2 separate regions of the Rattus norvegicus genome follow, and region 1 is linked to region 2. The links are chromatin contacts, called in public Hi-C maps. All regions are on one chromosome and are shown on one strand. The core of a region is the stretch at or near the end of the contact, and the rest is flanking DNA. Distances in the headings are between cores, read along the strand shown.

What was found. Hi-C and Micro-C count contacts between places; a contact is called where the count stands out from the background.
Region 1: a contact with region 2 is called in a Hi-C map of liver, with 2.3 times the contacts expected there. The contact joins two enhancer-like sites. A contact is called at or near these places in 2 of 12 Hi-C or Micro-C datasets (liver and mammary epithelial cells).

What each region holds. Positions count from the first base shown.
Region 1 is chr9:109,944,897-109,947,779 of GRCr8, forward strand. All of the region lies in intron 1 of Efna5 (ephrin A5), which reads right to left. LOC120094759 (a long non-coding RNA gene) reads left to right here. Exons shown (of 4, transcript XR_010054892.1): 4 at 26-451. Among named protein-coding and RNA genes, the nearest start is that of Efna5, 96 kb to the right of the region's middle. Within about 2 kb of position 1,560, at least 27 of the 93 cell types and tissues checked have an H3K27ac peak or open chromatin away from gene starts, as enhancers often do.
Region 2 is chr9:109,559,354-109,562,281 of GRCr8, forward strand. No RefSeq gene overlaps it. Among named protein-coding and RNA genes, the nearest start is that of Efna5, 480 kb to the right of the region's middle. Within about 2 kb of position 1,623, at least 1 of the 93 cell types and tissues checked has an H3K27ac peak or open chromatin away from gene starts, as enhancers often do.

The sequences.
Region 1 (2,883 bases), core at 310-2,809, 390 kb after region 2:
AATATCTCACATTTCATATCAACAGGAGCAGTGAATCCGAATGATCCTGTGTTGTTCTGCCGCAGGACGTCTCGCTGCTATTCAAATTCTGTGCCTTTACCAAGGGAACAAGCTGAGCAAATGGAATCTAAGGAAGCCCTGGCACCCACCTGGCCTAGCCTTTCGGGGGTGAGGGGTGGGGAGCAGCAATGCCTTTCCTGTAACCACCCTAATCCCCCTATCAACTAATTAATACCCAGAGAAAGCTGTTACTTGCATGGGAGCAATTATACCAAGTTCCTGGTCGGTGTCCAAATGGACTCACAATATAATTCATGAACAATGAGGCTTAGGCAAAGACATCGTCTAAAGATGACTTCTAAAACGAAAAGAGTTTGAGAAGCGGACCTTAAAGGACTCTGTTAGTAGCTGGGTGACGGGACAGGAAATAAATGCCATTCATTTTTTTAAACTAATTTTGAGGTCTTCCTTTGAACACATATGACTAGCTTAACCTTCATGTGAGCAGACTAGAACCAAACAGACACAGGAGTTGTGGCTCTCTCTTTGGATGCTGAAAAGGCTAAAGACCAGTAAGGGGCTGAAACGCAAAACCTCCTGTCCTTGAACAACTGCCAACTGCTGAACATCCGAATAACGCACTGCACACAGAGTCCTGAGAACCCCCTGAGTTTCGCGTGGCTGAGATCCTCAGTGAGTCCCCACTGCTGCCTTGGCGGTAAATACCTGTTGGAAAGGCCTTCCCCTTTTAGGTGTGAAACAGGAAGCAGTGATTCAGGAGCCATGGTTGTCTGAGGACTAACAGAGAACTGGGACCCACAAGCAGAGGACAGGGTGCAGAGGAGGGCTCACAGACTAAAGCCTATTGCAGCAGTACCGGCTGCGGGTTCTGCTCCCCATTCCGCCTCAGCCAGAGTGGGACTCGTTCTAGTGCAGGGGCTCCCGGGGGGGGGGGGGAGCTTGTCATCCAGCAGAGCAGAGGGCACAGGAACCTAGTGGCTCAGGCAGTCAAGAAAAGGCTCTCCTGATAGAGCATGGCATCTGGTAACAAGCCCCAGTGCATGCTGGGAACTCTTCCCGTGCAGACGGCTGGGCTGGCTGGGAGAGCTTTATCCAATAAAGTCCAGGCACCAAGTTCATCCAAACCAAGCTTTGAAGTAACAAAATGCTTCCTCTAGTCGCCACCCCGATAGACTATCATCTACCACTTACTCACCACGTGCAGAGAGAGAGAGAGAGAGAGAGAGAGAGAGAGAGAGAGAGAGAGAGAGAGAGAGAGAGAGAGAGAGAGAGAGAGAGAGAGAGAGCGCCAATGTGCTAACCACACAGGTTTAGATTGTCTGAAATACTGAGTCACCCAGGGAATCAGACACAGCCCTTCCAACGAGAAGTCGAAAGGATGAACAACCGTCCACCCATGGAGTTTTCAGACTCTTTTCTCACTTTTCCAGTGTATACCCACTGGTAGGAGCCAAAAGACTGTCACCCTGAGGAGAGAGAAAAACAAAGTTGTGGGTCGCTCTAACGAAACAGGTTTTTCCTTCCCTTGGAGAGACATTCCTCTATGGTGAGGTCATGTAAAACAGCCAAATGCTCAGTGTAACACACTGGGTCCTGTTCCCTGCAGGTGACTGTGCCCTTCAGCTTGACCTGTGATACAGAAGGAGAGAAAGAAAACCACTCTCCAGTTTCTAAGTAAAAGGTGACCATCTGGCAGCTAAGGTGCCGGAAACGGAAAACAGTGATGTGAACGGACTTGTCAGACAGGTGTGGCCCGGGAGCTGGAGCACAAAGCAAAATGTTTCTGGGGTCGAACCTTGAGCCAAATTAATTTAAAAAGGACAGGATAGCAGAGTATGTGATGTGTGCTGTGCTGGTATTGAAGAAAAAGGAAAAGGAAAAAAAAAAAAAAAACCTGTTCTTATCTGGCAAGGGCACCCCCTGCTGGCCGCCACTCTGAACTCCGCCTCTTGGTCTCTACAGAGCAGGCTTAGAAGTGCTTGCACAGCACAGAGAACCGGGCAGGGCTAGGTGGGCGAGTCCAGCGCACAGCACACAGCACACAAAAAGAGCAAAAGGTGCGGGTCGCCGCCCCAACCACAATCTACCTCCGTCACGGTTCTCTGCCGTCTGATAAATTACAAGGCGGCTGGAAAGAATGACTAGGCTGATTGCTGCTTTGCAGGTGAGAAGTTGGAAGCCTGGGAGGAAAGAGGCCATGTTGCCGGGCCCAGCCACAGAAAGGATTCCTAAATTACACTCACATGTTTATAGCACTTGACTGTGGGACTAAATCTCCACTATCCTTCTAATGGCTCCGGTTTACCGTGACATTCTTAATAGTAATTACTTAAGGTCCCGAGCACATGACAGAGCAGCCTAGGATTAAAACACATTCGAACATGAGACAGAGCGCCTTGCCAGAGAGTGGCCTAGAGTCAGCCTTGCCTTCCCACGGTCCCACCCCCACCCCCCACCCCACTTCTGTGTGAGCTGCTAGGAGCACAGACTTTTTTTTTTTTTTTTAATGAGCTGCCCTTCCAGAGTCTCTGCTTCCCTCTCACCCATTTCATTCTGTTTGGCCTCTTACAAAATAAAGCAAATGTTTCATAACATCAGCACACTGTCGCCTCCCCTCTCCCCCAAAAAAATTCCAGGAAAACGCCCTGGGTTGAAAATGCTTTCTAATCTGGGGCTTGTGTTTAAACTCACTGCTGCCCATTTGAGCTAGTTACCCAAGGAAACCTGCAGCGGGATTCAGCCGGTGCCTGGCACCGAGACTACCACAAAGAAACCTGTTTGTAGAGGCACACAGGTCTCTGCACTCCTGACAGAAACGTCATACTCGAGCGTCTTTAGCTCAAGTTCTACGCCCTTAGTCTC
Region 2 (2,928 bases), core at 373-2,872:
AAAGCCAATACAGAAGGAGAAAGGAAGATGTAGCAAATAACCCCAAGCTCATTTGATAGTCTCGAGAAATTATATTGTTTACTTTTACCTGAATTTATGTGCAATATATCTAAGTATATATGTATCCATCTATATAGCTCAATGTTACTCTACTTGGGATAACAATGTTCCTGACCAAAGCCATAGTGTATCTAACAAAAGCCTTGTTGCTAAACAAAAGTAACCTCTCTTTGAGTTGTTTGTCAGGGTAGCCCAAGGAACTCCCAAAATAATATAGGCTATGGCTGCTACAACTTGGTTGTCTTTCAGAGGTTGAAGGGAAGTCCTTACTACTGAAAAGATTACACACTCAGGGAAAAGGGCTCAGATGCTTTCAGCTGTATCTAACCTGAAAGTCTTCTGTGTGTTCCAAGGTATAGGAGAGGACCATGCAAGCTTTCAAGGGAGGAAGCAATTCATACCCTAACCAGCTGTAATAGCTATGAACTACAATGGCCAGCACTACAAACCATGCCTAAAAATACATCAGTGCCACTCATATGTTCATGGTAACCAAAGGCTGTCTAATAAGACTTAAGCCTGGCTCATCAGGAAGGAAAGCACAGCTAGCCAACTACCCTAGATTAGAGGTCATGGACTCTAACACTATTACACTATAACATTTTACTATACCAGTATAATTCCTAACCACATTTTAAATCATATGCTTGAAACTACAGTTCAGTCTACTAACCTTATAGTTATGGATGAGAAAATATTGCTGGGGCTGGAGAGAGGAGTCAGCAGTTAAGAACCCTGGTTGCTCTTCCAGAGGATCCAGGTACAATTCCTAACACTCACATGATAGCTTACAAGTGTAACTCTAGGTGATCTGACTCCTTCTGGACTTTATGGCCCTGCCAACACGTGGCACATTGATATGATATGCAAGCAAAATACACATATGTGTAAAAGACAAAAATAAAATATTTTAAAATATTGCCAGCCAAAGCTTGTCGTTTCCGTTGTGCCTGAGTATTAAGGTCAGGGCAGAATTGCCTCTCTATGTTCAAATGCTTTTTTAAAAAACACTAACATTCTTTCAAATTAGGATGTATCGTTCTCTTCCACTCCAGAACCCGTAGTCATAATTAACCCTTTTCTGCAAGTAGATAGATCGCCACAAATTTCCTCTAAGGTAGAATGATCATAATTAAATTTTCTTCCTCACAAAACCTAGTACTACGTGTCTTCTTATGCACTGCTTCCCACTATGATTAATTATGAAACACTCTATGGGGGGAGGGGAATCAGGAGTCATTGTTCTGTGGCTAGAGAGTCCTACTGTACAGAAATAAAACTGTTCTAAAGACGGTAGCAGAACAATGAGAATGAAGTGAATATTACTAAACTCTGTTTAAAAATCTTAAAAATGCCTAAGTTCGTACTGTGCCTATGTGTCACAATAGGAATTTAAACTTTACATGGTAAATAGCTCTATCAGTGTCAGAAGGAAGAAACAAGCGCTATCTGGTGTAAGCCAAAGATGACTTCATAGTCACGGCTGAGACTTGAGACAGGGCATTGTTTTATGGTTCCTGGATTTGTGGCTGCCCAACTGATCCTTTCAGTCATGTCCCTTTTTCATTGTCCAGGTGGCAGTCCTCCAACAGGATGTTTACCTGCCATCAGGCAGGTCACCAGCCTTTCCAGAGCTCCTACCTTTAGCCCCGAGGGAACTTCTCCTCGTGGCAATTGCTAGATCCTCGGGGACCCATGCTGTCTCCAAGGAGGCTGAATCACAGGGTTCTAGGTTGAGAAACGGTGAACACCACCATGACCTTCCCAATGCTCACAAGATATATTCGCAGATTCTGTGTGTGCTATTACACTTTAAATCTCTCTCCCAATTCCTTCCCTCAGGAATAGTTCTCCTAAACAACTTCAGCTTGGAGTCTAAATGGAACAACTTTGTTAAGACACGTTTTACTCTCCCTTGCTTTCACTGAAGCAAAATAGGAAAGAACATTGCTTGCTATACTGATTTTCTTACACTATTTTAAATGTCACCTGTTCTTTAGGATTTTATATACTTCTACACTGGGTTGGGGTCATATCTTTTCCCTCACCCCTCCTTCAACTCTTGCAAAGCACCGCCTACCTCACCCTCTCCACTTCATACCCTGTTACATTTGTTTCCCTGTGTACGCTGCTGGGTCCAGTCATTGCTGCCTGTGTGTGCATGGATGTGAGATGATCCGCTGGAACATGGGCCACCTTCAAGAAGCCATGATGACTGGGGAGGACGGAGAATTGGCTTCTGAAGGAGATCGTTAATCACAAGATTCGGTCTTCTCCATCTCTTTCAGAGCAAACTAACTCTTGTTCTTAAAACTTCCCTCAGAAGGTTGAATTTCCCTTCTTTACGTCAAAGGGTATATATGATCGTAAGTTTTTCTTCCAAGGCATTGACATGTCTCCTGAGTTACAAGGGAAAGAACACTCAGATTATTTTACTGACTTCTGATTTATCACATCACAAACTGTGTTATCATCATCATTATCATCTTAAAGGAAAAGAATCCTATCTGGATTTACACGCACGGATTCACTGTGCCTCAGAGTTGCCCCTTACTAGGGCAGTTATCCTTCCAGTTTTGCTTTGTTGGGATCCTTCTTATTTATATTGATCTTAATCAGCCTGTTGGTCCACATTTTACCATCAGGAACCATTCTTTCCCTCTAGCTAATGTCAACTAATTATTCTGCTCTGAGAGAAAATGCTGTTGTTGGTTACATTTATTAATCCCACAAACATAACAAGATTATTATAAAGAAAAATGCTGGTGCTTTTCTACATCTCAATTAAGTATAGCTAACAAAACGCACTGCCAGCGACTACCTACACAGACAGATATCCTCGCTATACGCGTCCCAGTGTGTCCACTT